2 separate regions of the Drosophila melanogaster genome follow, and region 2 is linked to region 1. A link is a contact called in public Hi-C data. All regions are on one chromosome and are shown on one strand. Each heading gives the region's core, a stretch centred on a gene start, on an enhancer-like site or on the middle of the called end of the contact. The rest is flanking DNA. Distances are from core to core; before and after follow the strand shown. Region 1 holds the start of Mp (Multiplexin). Region 2 holds the start of Hn (Henna).

Region 1 (6,997 bases), core at 2,027-4,526:
TTATGATTAACGAATATCAAAACAAAAGATTTTATGAATACGAATCAATATCTGGAATAAATTTCATTAAATTTGATATATGTCAATATATACTTTCTGCCTAAAAGGTATTTATTTTTCAAATATTTTTTTTTTCAAGTGCATCATGACTTGCAGACAGACAGCTGCTTACCGAGGGACCCTCTTAGTCTTTCAACGCCAACTGTCTGCTTTCATTAAACAATATTATGATGAGATGCGAGTATGCGGCATTTATGAGGCAACAAGTTGTGCGGATACTGGGCATGTTTCTAATTTAAATATTTTGCAAGTGCGCGAATCGAACGAAAATCGCGCACTACCATTCACAAGTGACCTAATTGAGACGTAAGTTCCTCCAGTTATCACATCGGCGATTGTTCACTCACTTTTATGCCTGAGTCACTGCAAAGTGGCAACAAAAAACAAAAAAATATGACGACATCGAGGGGTGTGGGTGTGTGGGGGTCACATGCAAATTTGTAGCCAATTTTAATTAATTTCTACATGTTTGCATTTATTGCTTTTTTAGTGAAAAGTCGTACTTGTTTCGCTGCGACTGACTCATGAAGATTTATATTTGTTTTCGCTACGGAATCTCAAAATGGCACACATTGTTCTAGTTTCATCAACGAAGCCTACTACCATATTTTTAGGCATATTTTTTTCCTCTTGTTTTGCCGAGTTTTTTGTAACTTATACTGCTGACATTACCCCCTTTGCAAATGTTTATGTGTATTACATCAAAGTACATTTGCTTTTCGGCCAGTTGTCGCTGCCGGTTGCTGTTGCCGTGAATTAGAGTCGTCACACAGTGGCAACAAAATCGCAACAAAAGGGGAAACTTTCAACAGTCAAGCCCACGAATGTTAACACAAATGTGCGGCAAAAATGTTTGCTGTCACAACTTTTTTCCCTGCCAAATTCGGGGCATTTGTCATTTAATTAGGACAAGCTAGGTCAGTCCGCATGGAAATGAAAAAAAATCGTACTTGATACCGGTGGGTAAAAATTCAAAAAAAACTAGAATATTCTCAAAGTTCAATGATTGAATATCTTAAAATTTAAATACAACATTTTCCATGCATATCATGCAGTGCGTTACCATTAAGCAATAAGTCTTCAAAAAACCAATTACTTAGGGAGGTCAAATTTTTTCCTGTAACTGATGCAATTTGGATGCACTTCATGCTTCAATATATTTCAAATATTTCACCAGAAAACTCAAACTGTCACAGAAGCCACCCATGGAATAATTATAGATTCGCAGTCATGCGACAGCTCTCACTCAAGATTTATATGCAATAATTACAAGTTTATTTCGACATGATTGCAATATGCAATTATCGCGCTTTAGGTATGTATTTATATATAAAGCTGGGCCCCATAAATCGCGAAATTCGCAGGCGAATAAGTTGACTTATTGACTAGCCCCGTCGACAGCTTCAATTTCCGCTGCTCCATCGCAGACTTCATCGACATAATGCTGTTGAAAGATCATTAATGTGGGAACTCCTAATGCCGACAAAATATTGAAGCTAAAAAAAAAATATAAAGATAGGCAAAGAAAAACTGCAGATGGTATAGGGAAAACTTTAAAAGAAACTTTGCAGCAATAGAAACATTTAAATGTTCTTTTCTTTAGGCATAAATTAGAATGAGTTGTTGGTTTTCTTTAGCATTATAACCCTTTATATTTCCTTTTATGTAAGCAAATCAATAGTTATTTTCAGAAGTGCTGACTTATCCGTAAGTCAGTACCCTTAAACGTGAATATAATGTGCAAACATTTTGTATGATTTTAAATCAAGATTGCAGACATACTGCCAATATTTGAGCCAACAGATGGCCAAATAAATCCGTCAAGGGCAAACCAAAAGCCGAATATTGCTTCTTCTTTTAAACCAATAGACTCTTAGTTATATTTATTAATGAGCTGCGCAAATATGCATAGTTAATTTTCAGTTCATTGCCGTTGTTTTTGCTTTGTTTGTTTGTCGGCTATTTTGTTTGTCGTCATGAATGGGTCGATTATGATATCGGCAGAAATGGAGAAAAACTAAATGTTATTTAATAAGTAAATAAAAGCAAAGCTAATCGTTGGCCGAGATTACCACAAGCGAAAATGCATTTCCCGCACTTGCAATTATCATTACGAATGTCCGACTTCAAGTGGATTTGTTGGGCAATATGGAATTTTTGGACGTACACCCATTTACGTGACCATCAAAGGGTAATCGCTTAAAAATAGTTGGGCGGACTTACCTCAGTCTCCAGCTGAATGGCACTGAATATTTCCACGTATTTCCTGGCGGAAGTGGGCCTTTTTCACTGCTGCATAGTTTCGGGCGACAGTTTCCAGCAGCAGGACACTTTTCACAAAGCCTTCGGACACTTTTCTTTTGAGCCCCGGCTTCCTTTTCTATATATATACTCTCGGTTATTCCGTTCTTGTAATTCACTACACTACACAAAACGGGGGAACAAAACGGGGATTTATAAAGGGGTGTACTTGGGGAAGATCAATGGAAGTGACCAAATGGGCAGACAATGATTGGTCATTCGAGATGGCATTGACATTGGCCAGTCATTGTCCAATCCAATAATGGCACAAAGCAGGAGCCACAAAGGCAGCCCGAAGGATTTCTGAACACAAAACACAAAGTGGACCGATCGGCTGTGGGGGACAACTAAGTTTCGCAATCAAAAGTGCACTGAAAATTTAATTTGTCTTTTTTTCATAAAAAATGAGTGTTCAAGATTCACGGTTTGCTTGTCTGAAATGTTTTAAGAAAGAAATCGAAGCGGTATATATTTTGCGTTCATTAAAAGTTTGCCTCTACATCAAAAGCTTTATCAAAAATAATTGACATTAATATGAAATATAAATTATGTGACTTTTTGTTGATTAAAATTGTTTACGACTCTTAAAATGTATGTTTATTAGCACAATTTGTTCAGTGTGTTTGGTTTTAGTACGCTGAAGTCTACGAGTTTATTTAAAACGCTTTAAAATTGTATTTTTAATGCACTTTTTCTATGAATATTTTTAATATTTTCAAGCTACGTTTTTTTTTTCTTCTTTCATTTAACGCACAATCTCGTTTTATTTCGCAGTGTACCAATCTCAGCCGGCAAATTCGCGAGTTGTATGTTTTTCGTTTCGCAGGGGAGCACGCTTCGTTGTGGCCGGCACTCAATTCGCGTGTGGGTGCCCTGCGATGCGCTCCGTTCAGCGTTCAGACTGAGACTGAGACTGAGGCCTGAAAAGCTGGCAGCCGGCAGAGCAGCTGGCAGCGCAGTCGGCAGCGGGAGAATGCCGAAATCAAAATGCTACCGTTTGCCGTCTATGGTAAATACATTTTGGCAGATACTTTTGTCGCTGATACCTATACAGATACTAATGGAACGCGAAATTCGAAATGCAATTAAAAGCATTGTTTTAAGGCACTCGAAATGGTAGATAACTTTTAAATTTAAATGAATTTAAATCGAGTTTTCGATTTAGTAAACAGCTAGTGCAATTTTGTTTTGCTGAGCCAATATTTGAGGTGCAAACTGAACGAATTTAATTGACTTTCTACGAGTATCCTAAACGTTGTGTACGATGAGCAAAATTGCGGAAATGAAATGAAATTAAATTGAATTAATTATATTTAACAAAAAACCAACGATAGTTGTACTTCCGAAAACAATATTTTCAACAAAAAACTGATAAGCATTATTCTTAGTTTCTTTTCAAAGAAATTTGAATTTCTAGAATTTATGATTCTCACTCGATATAACTGGCGGTATACATGATATCATAAACCGTTTTATGAACAATATTTCCAGTAACGCGAATTTCCTGCAAGCCAAATCAAAGCGGCAATTTTCCGCTGCAAGGTGCAGCGACTGCAGGTGCTTATGGCTTCAGCATTTTCCGACTTCTCCCTGCTGTCGTCTTTGCACCGACCACTTGGCTATAAATAGGGCCAACTGGAGAGACGAACCATACGGGGCAACACTTTCGTTTAACTTTGGCAAGGGAAAGCGGGCAGGACAGCAGCGCAAATTAGTTCCCAAGCGGCTTTGAAAGGTACGTGGGCCATAGGAAAGTGATAAGGCTACAAGTGCGAAGAAGTCGACAAATTTTTGGAGGGGCGGGAAAACATAGTGAACACATGCCCCTGGTCCCACATGTGCTGTGGCAAGTTGGCCGTCTTAATTATTTATACGTAATAAAACTAAGCATAATTTTCCAGCAACAACTACGCACCGGCGCCTCATTTGAAATTCTATAAATAAATTGAAAAGCAGTTGATATAGTTGAATCGCAAAAGGCTCGAAAGGCTCAAAACTCAAAAAAGCCGGAAAAACTGAAAACACATTCATACAAGTTGTTGGGCAAAAAAAAATTGAGAGAGGAAAAGAGCCAGAGAGAAAGAGAGAGAGAGAGAGAGCGCGTGTGTGTGTTGGCAGAGAAAGAGAGCGCCGTCGACGTCGACTGCGACGCGGGCACATGCGGCGTATGCGTAATTTTGTCAGCCTTATCAGAAAGCCATTGCAAGCAAACTTTATTTTAAAGAGCCGGCCATTTATCGAACTTGCAACGTGTTGTCTCCACCCGGCCCTTCCCCTTTTGGATGGGGGTATTCCCCAAACACCCCCCCCCCCTCGACCATTTTCTGCCACAAGAGTCGCGTTGTTTGCACGCCGACTGCCCAAAGCCCGCCAATTGTTTATTCAAGCAGCATCACAGCATCGCAGCATCGCAGCTCATGTTGGCCATGTGCACTTGAACTGCCTTCGCCGGCATGCCTGTGCATCCATTTGGCCGGCGATGTGTTTGTCTGGCCATTTTTTTTCCAACTCCGAAGCCGGCCTGCGTCTCAGACACTGAGAAAAATGTTTTGCCTATAACATAAGGTTATCTACTAAAAGCAATTTCATTCAATAGCGCAATGATGTCAAAAAAATTTTTATTTCTTCGAATCAACTGCAAAGTTATTTTACGAATATGAATATATGAATATGAGTTATCTCCAAAAAAATACATACATATATTACGTTACATTAATAGATAACCAATATATGGAATGTCGCGCATATATTTTTCTCTGTGTAATACGCGCTGATTGCAGTTGTTATCGCGGCAGTTTGTTGTTGTCGCCGGGTTTAAGCGCCTCTTAGTGGCAGTGAATCAGTGGCCAAACATGTAATCTGTTTAATGGCCAACTGACCGTGCATCGGACCAACTGGTCCTTTACGCCCCTGTAGCATTTCAGCCCGTCGCGTATACGCACTGTGAGCCAGACAGAGCATTGGAATTTGCATAGATCTTTCGCCAAATACTTGTGTCTTTTTTTTTTGTGCGGCGGCTCTTGTAAATGCCCACCTGTTGAATACGGCAAACCGAGGCAGAAACAAAACAAAATAAAAGAATAACGAAACAAATGCCATTTGGACATTTTGGGCCAAACAAAAAACCGTGAGTAATCGTTAAACAAAATAACCGCCACAAAAAAACGAAGTTAGTCTCAAAGCGAACGTAAACTTGTTCAGCTGCTGATTTGCATAAAACGCTAAAACTGAAGCTGAAACAAATAAACATTAAGCGCATTTCTGAGAAAACAACAATAAATATAATCATTGCATTTAGTACTAGCTTAGCTGATTTTTCAATTAGTCTCGGAATCGAACGACTTCTTAAAACCCTTAATCTAAATCTCCGATCTTTTTGAGTATTTTTATTAAACTGGCGAAACCTGGCTTACAACATTCTTATCGGGTCTTTTGATTAGCACTTATGCCTCGTTTCAGACACCATTTATAGATATCCACAATTCTAGAGTAAATGACCCGAAAACCCGAAAATTCAAACCAAAACATGCAAAATTTACATAAATAACGACCTGATTTGCCTTGACTTTAATCATCGAAAGTTGAAGTTTATTTGCATTTAAGCAAGAATCCGATTGCATATAAGTTTGATTATATGATAGCCACATTTCCGCTTTTAGTCCTGAGATCAAGCAGATTTTATAGTGTGGCGCTCAAATTCGATGTTTGTTAACAAAAGAAGTCTGCTATGCACATATACTTGATGTTAACTAAAACTGATTATCACCAATAAAATGTCGCCTTATTTTTCTGGGTATTTCTAAACCTGCTGGACTCTTTTTTTATAGCCCAGTTTATTATTTCTTGAACGTTTATAGACCCAATATAAAAGCGCCTAATATGTGCTAAAAATTTGGATGCTGTTGATTAGCATCACACTGGATTCGCATCGATTGAGATAATCCATTTACCCTATTAAGTCAAGTGATAATTTGCATTTTGAATTTAAATATCAAAATAATTTTATTGCGTTTAGTTTCGTTGTTCAATATTCATTATTTGTATGCATGAAAAACTATATATGTGTGTATGTGCCACGGAGACTCACAAACAGCTAGGCAATTTTTATTCTGAAAATAACACGGCAAAGAAAAAGTGTTCTCACTGTTAAAATTCGATTTTCGTCCTTCGAATTCGCTTTTTGTACCTTTGCCCATTCGAATATATACTTTCTAAGACATAGATGGCGCTTTAAATTCGGGGAAATTAATATGGGTTTTAGTGAAGACTTTTTCAAAGGATGCAACAACTTCGATGGCTGTTAAACAGAAAAAGCACCATGACACTGAGAGCCAAAAGAGCAGTTTACGTCCACTGCGTAGCCCCGATCTGGCTGTACGGAATACAGATCTGGGGTATTGCAGCAAAATCCAACTACAACCGCATTCAGGTATTGCAAAATCGTGCCATGCGTGCAATTACAGACTGCCCATACTATGTACGTGGCACTACCCTTCACCGTGATCTGAATCTTCATACAGTGGAAGAGCAGATCTCCAGGCACACCAGCAGATATAGTGATAGACTAAGACGACACCACAGTATACTTGCTAGACGCTTACTCCCTGCTAGGCCTCTAAGGAGATTAAAAAGGAAG
Region 2 (6,997 bases), core at 1,471-3,970, 760 kb before region 1:
ACAGTTACAAAAACTTACATAATTGCATGTTATTTATTATTTGATTCATTCTTAATAGTAAGTAAAGAGAGGGAGTAAAAAATGTATATGAATTCTACTCAGACGCGCAGCTTGGCAACGGCATTCTGAAGAATCTGGAACTCGGAGTTAATGTTGTCCATCAGATTCGAAATCTGGGGCTTCGAGTCGAGAACCTCAACACTCTGAGTATAGGCATTGTAGCGAACACCAAAGGGTCGGGGAATCGAGTTCGCAAATTTACTAAAAGTAATTCAAGTTATTTAACACTTTCGTTAGATATGTTTAGGCCTAGTAACTTACATGGTCTTCTCCTTGGCGGTTTCGAAACTATCGGCCACATAGTACAGAGGCTGGAACTGAGTAATGGGATACTTGGTGACGCCAGTGACCTCCGGCTCAAAGTCCTTCAGCTGCGGCTTGTCCGTGAGGCAATACTCCAGTTCCCCGTAGGAGGACAGCAGACCAGCTCCGTACGCCTTCAACTCACCCTCCTGGCGGCACACGCCGTACTCAACAGTGAACCAGAAGATCTGAAAGAAAGAATTCACGCATCACACAGTTATCCTTTGTTAGCCTAGAGCAAAGAGCCACTTACGGTGGACAATTTCTCAATGTAATCATCGGGTGCTCCCAGGGAAGCTAGCCCGATCTCCTGACTGAATTGGGCAAAAGCTGGATCTGCAAAAAGCGGCACGTGGCCCATCAGCTCGTGGCAGACATCTGGTTCCGGTGTGTACATGGGCTTGCTGGGATGTCGGATATACTGAGTGGAGTGGAAGACGCGGAAGGCCAGTCCAGCCAGGAAATCCCGAGAGCTGAGTAGTCCAGCCACTGGACGCAGAGTGAAACCTGTGCAATCTGAAGTGCAGCAATTTAATGTTACGAATTCTATCTAATGGGCAGTAATCGAACTAACCCCTCAAAAAGTTGGACACATCCTCCAGCTGGGGAATGTTATCCTCTCGGAATCCACAGTTGTCCACCAGCAAGGGAAAGACGTGGTTGTACTCGCGACAGGCATGTGTCTTATACAGCTTCGTAAGATTCCTGAAGATAATGCCCCAGGTCTCGATCTCCTCCTTGGTGTAATCCACATGGGGCAAGGGCTCGCCATGCTTGTAGTTGTAGGCAATGTCGGCGAAGTACTTGCGACGCTTGCGGTATTCCGGATCGGTAAAACCAGGATGATCGGCATCCAGCTCCGATCCGTAGCTCAGAATCTGATTGGCGAAACGATCCAGATCGCGTATACGCCGCGGGAACCAGGGCACAGCCGTGGCATTATCCTTGTAGTCACGCGAAATGATGTTAAAGTAGCTACACTGCTCCTTCACATCCTCGATGGCTTTTCCCAAGGCTCCCGATTTTCCATCGGCCTCCACGAAAAACTCATAACCGGGAACACGCAGCGAGGAACGCGACTCAATATGCACCAGGTTTATGTCATGCTTCTTGAAGATGGCCAAAATGTTGGCCAAAGCTCCGCTGGACAACGACGAATCCTTGGGCGAAAACAGAAGACAGGTGTTCCTGGCCTCCTTAATATCTACACCCTCGACTATGTAAGCCGAATCCTCTACGCGCGTTGGCTGTAATAAATTCATTGGTAATTTAAAAAATATTTACGGTTTATATTTTTGCTGTTTGGGAAAACAGCCATTGCATCATTGGAAATTTGACAGATTGACTCCGAGTGACCTGGGCTAAACGAGCAGTCAAGCCAAACTATTTAATATAGATAATATTTCTCTGCTCTTATGACTATGCAATGTCTATCAGCAAATCTCCTATTACAGAGGCTACCAGGGCCCAAATCGCATAATCATTTAACCGAAGCCTTATATGAGCCAACGAACTGTAATTGTAGTACTTGCCTCAGATCTGCATCATTGAGATTGTTTGTGTTTTGGCTTGAACCCCCATATTGAAGGTTTAGGTCCGACCGCAATGGCAATCAGCGCATATTGCCAAGGACTCGGCCTAGAACTTGGTGTGCTGTATCTGTGGGAAGGTCTCCCAAGTAGTATACTTTGCAAGATCTTGAGCCATAACAAGGTCCTCTAACAGGGCTGAATTATTTGTTCTTAATGTATTTATATGACATCTTATTAAGCTGTACTGTTTCTACTTCCAATATATGCGCCTGACGTCTTAATTCAGGTTTTACTCTACAAAACACATTAATAAACTACTTGTTTAGGAGCGAAAATAAAATAAACCACTAGGAGTCCCAGACACCACTCTGTTTTCCTTTGTCTAGAACTATTGCGAACTAACCCAATTCCATGACAGGTTTTATACATTATAGATCCGCATTCTCATTTCAATCAAAATAATAAAATTATATTTTATTTGAATTTTTTTTCCTCAAAGGTTGGACAAGTTCATGCTGAGAACGCAGAATAATAAACTTGTTATTGTTTTTAATTTATTAGCTATTTTACGGATCACTTTCTATACCGGGTGCACAGAGGACTCTCGCCGAAGCAACAAACCTTATCAAAGGAGACCTGCCGCTGGTACATTTTCACAAGATTCTCGGGTTTCTCCACTGATAAGTACAATAAAACCGATGGCGAACGATCCGTTCAGCAAACGAATTAAAACTGATTTAATTTCTCTATGAATCGCGCGCTTAAATAGACTTTTCGATAGGCCCCATAGCTGAGCCCAAACGAAAATCAATCCGAACTGAAACCAGTAAAAAATACAAATAATATCGCGGGCAATCGGGCGAGTAAATGATCTTGGAACGGCATCCACATGCGATCCAATCGCGGCTATGGCTCTGCGGCTGCGGGGTTATCAGTGCCCAGTGTCTCGATGGGCCTAAAATCCCATTTCAGTATTCAGCTTCATTACAGAAGCCGTCGTCTAGCCGATCAAATCTAAATGTTGAGGCTTAAATACAGTCTAGCATCCATAATTCAAAATACGAAAAAAAGGAACGCCTGATTCGAAAAACCAGTTTTGAATGTTATAGATCTGTGTTCCTGGAACTTAGGCACAGTTTTCTATAGATAAAATATAATATCGTAAACAATGTTTTCTTACTTTTGAAGAACCCAAAGCACTTCCTTTTCGCATGTTCCACTGTATTTTGGAAATATTATCAGCTAAGACTCGCCCCTCTGCTGGGGTCCAAATTAACAAAACATTATTTCAGCTAGTTTTAGATTTGCTTTGTTTTGCAAAAAATCATACTGAATAATCTGGGCTGTGTTTTTCTAATGACAGGTTCTAACCAAACGAGTTCAACGGCATTTCAGGGCAATTATTTCAGTAGTGAATAGCTCCAAGTGGGCCTGGCACGCGCTACTCTTGGTTTTTTTTTTATACTTGCGGTCCACATCAGATTGACTGGAATCAATTAGTCCAATCGTTACACTCACCCGAACTTTTTGTCGGATTTTGTCTTTTAAATGGTAATACGCTTTCCTTAAGTCTAGGTGACTTACATTGTGGTACCCACTTGTAATTGTTAATCTATGAGTAGGTTTATTATTGTTTCAAGTTCAGAGTTCACTCGGTATAAGCACGTCAACAGATAACCCCGAAATTTAAGCTGATGTAATATTACAAGAGCTTACAAAAGCTAAAGCAATAAACCATATCTATACCATGTCTTTACTTCCGACATAAAATGTTTCAATATTCTTATTTCTATTTTTAGATATGTTTTTTGTCAATCCTAAAAAGCATTGATTTAGGCCCAAAAGTAGGCAAAGAAATCAGGTCATTTTTGAAGACAATGAGGGTATTAAGGCTAATATTTTATGTAGACCGAATTGATAATCCACTTTCAATACACTCCAAAATCAAGACGAAATGGGAGTGATCTATGATGACGATGCTTAAACATCCGAAAAACAAGCAAGCCCTATCTGTACCGTTTGCTTACAAGATTTGTCTTCAGCGGAGAATATTAAACATCTGTTCTACATGTCAAAAGTTTTACATCTTCATTGATTTTTACACACCAAGACTGATAGTCAATACAAAATCAATGCACGCTTCAGTGCAGGAGTGTAGGTTAAATTTATTTTTATTTTTTTTGTCGTTTTATATGTTAAAATAAATTAACGGCTTTGTGGAATCCGGTTAAGGCGGAGCGATCTTCACGCAGCCCTCGTCCTGTTTCACCTAAAAAATTAAATGCGTAAAGGTAAAATGTAAATATGTGTTATAGTTAGGTTACTCAGTCTTACTGATTGCTGAAACACATATTGTGGCACATTGTCCTGCCATCTTCTTTGGATCCAGCCCCATGGTGCCGCACAAATGAGCTGTGTGTCCATTCTGGGCAAATAGCCTCGATCACATAACAGTTCACAAATCGCGAGTGATTTGGATGGTTCATTATTGCAGCTTGCAGGATAGAAACGTCCATTGCGAGGGGGTGTCAAAACTGGACAACTCAATGCGAGGGATTCTAGAAATAGGATGCAATAGCAAATACATAATGTGTCTTATAAAATCCTATAGCACTAACTTAAATTGTTTGTACATTGTACATTGATGTGTACTTACCCACGCACTTGGCTTCTGGACTAGACCAAAGTCCGGTGTGTCCACAAACCGCAAATTGTGAGCCCTGCATGATATAACCCGCGTTGCAGGTAATATTGCAACGAGTGTAGTTGAAGCCATTTTGGAGATACTTATCGCAAGAAGCCTTTCCGTTGGCTGGTCCCTTAAACAAAGGGCATATATCCTTTCTTGGTGCTTCCTGACTGACAGGCGCGTCTTTCGATGGCGGTAATTTGGAGCCATCCAAAATACAACTATTTTGATCATCGAGTAGATGATATCCTTGGGGGCAATGGCAGATATAGGAACCTACCGTATTCTCGCATTTGTGCTCACAGTAACGGTAAGTCATTCGCCAAGAATCTGAATCAATATCCGCCAAATCGCATTCGTTAATGTCCTGACACTCACTGCCATCGTCGGACAGCTTGAATCCGGACTTGCACACTATTTCACCCGGGGAGAAACCATCGCCGTCGGTGGGCTCAACTCTGCCCACCAGTGACGGAAGGCATTTGTATGTTCCATTTAGGTTTTTACATCCAGCCGTACAGTCCCACGATAGTTCGGGATCAGCGCACTCATCAATGTCTAGAAGGTGGTAAGTAAATTTATAGGTATTTTTTTGTTTTGCTTATAGATTTCGACATAATTTTTTTAGTACTTACCCAAGCAAGTTTTTTCATCACTTTCGTCTATTTCAAAACCACTATTACAGGTGCATATGAATTCACCAGGAAGGTTGTTGCAAACTTGAGAGCAGCCGCCATTCGATTCCTTGCACTCGTCGATATCTGAAACAGAAGATAAAGCTTAGTGTATCTTAAGGATATATTGATTAAAAAATGTGTACCTACCATTACAGCTTCTTAAATCGGTGGAATTCAGTGTATAACCCTCATAGCATTCGCATTTATGAGTTGATCTGTTACATATATGAGCGCAACCACCATTATCAATCCTGCATCTCTACAATAAAGACGACTTATAAATGTATCTTATGATCAAGAGATCAGTTTCCAAAAAATCATTACCATTTTTTTTTGCTTCATTGAATGCGTGTTTCCTTTACCAATCTTTATGCAATTGGGTTTCAAACCAAGCCATATACCATTTGAGCAATAGAGTGCATTATCTTTGGCACGTTTGAGTTTGTAGTTGACGCGGCAGGAATAATAGGTCACAAGAAAGACATGTTCCCCATTTCGGCGAAGTTTGACGGATGCCTTAGCATTTTTAATCCTCGGAGGAGTCCAGCAGGTATCGTCGTATTGAAAAGATAAATTGTTATCTATTGCGGGGGTGATTTCGGGAATATCATTTAACGAAGCTGTAAAATTAATGCATTAAAAATCAATGTAATTCAAATAAATAAATAAATAATTGTATATAATAGAAATTTTTCTTACTTATGGTTATGTTATAATGGATTCACAACATACCTGTGGAAAATGCGATACACATAAGCGCGTACAAAACAATCACTGATGTCGACATTCTGTTTTGCACCATTTCAATAATTATATAAACATGTTCATGATTGGATTACTTAAGAAAACATCAGCCGAAAGTAAACGTTTTGTTTAATCAAGTGTCTCCCATTGAGGCGCTTGTCACCAACTTGCATTAAAATGTCTGCCTAAAAGTACACACTTAATTAATTAAAAAATAAACGCAATAATATTTACAATATTTAGAATATTGTGAGTAACAGATGTTAGTAATTGTATTTAATTTTAGTTGCCATCTATGAACATGTATTTTTACTTTTTTTCCGTTACCATGTTCAACACTTTTAATGTATGTTTGATGTAAACACTGTTAAGATAATTATTTACAAAATATATAGGTTTTTTTTTAATGCCGTAACCCTTTTTTTTAATATTCATTTATTAACGTATCGGCAAACAACGAATCGCTCCAAAGGAAAACTGACGACAAACTGAATTATCAGGTATTTGGCCGGCAAGGCAAAAATACTATTTCGGTACCCATTATCAGTAGGGTATAAGCATTTTCAGAAGATTATTAAACCTAAGTGTTAAATTATGTTATTCAACTATATAAGCTGACATTACATCAATTAAACTCGCAATCGAAATCAAATGCGCCGCTGCAACTGCTCGCCATACTGTAAATGGATTTTAATTAAACGAAATTAAATACAATAGAAATCTAGCGTAGGTGTGTTACTCTTAGACTTATTTGGTTGGCCGAGCAAACATGTTATTCTCTATATATATTTTATATATATATATATATACATATATATATATGCCACCCGATCCCCACTACTTGGATAGGAAACCCAATTTTTCCTTTGTCCGAATTTTTCATTGATGAATTGCATTTTAAGTGCCAAATCGATTTTGCTCAAAAGAACTGAAAACATTTAGAGCTTACACCTAATTGAAAATTTTATTGGGTCGCAGATTGGCGTGACTTT

The links. Hi-C and Micro-C count contacts between places; a contact is called where the count stands out from the background.
Region 2: a contact with region 1 is called in a Hi-C map of the Kc167 cell line, with 2.0 times the contacts expected there. The contact joins the promoter of Hn here to the promoter of Mp in region 1. A contact is called at or near these places in 2 of 107 Hi-C or Micro-C datasets (the Kc167 cell line and gastrula embryo).

The regions. Positions count from the first base shown.
Region 1 is chr3L:6,995,122-7,002,118 of dm6, reverse strand. Mp (Multiplexin) reads right to left here and starts at 3,276. Exons shown (of 20, transcript NM_001300033.1): 1 at 3,116-3,276; 2 at 2,284-2,484.
Region 2 is chr3L:7,756,176-7,763,172 of dm6, reverse strand. Hn (Henna) reads right to left here and starts at 2,720. Exons shown (of 5, transcript NM_079239.4): 1 at 2,517-2,720; 2 at 938-1,610; 3 at 617-879; 4 at 322-551; 5 at 7-261. The coding sequence starts at 2,546. The coding sequence ends at 99. It overlaps CG32373, which reads right to left. Exons shown (of 9, transcript NM_206297.3): 3 at 5,994-6,190; 4 at 5,586-5,881; 5 at 5,409-5,520; 6 at 5,220-5,345; 7 at 4,552-5,142; 8 at 4,230-4,453; 9 at 4,050-4,164. The coding sequence starts at 6,063. The coding sequence ends at 4,123.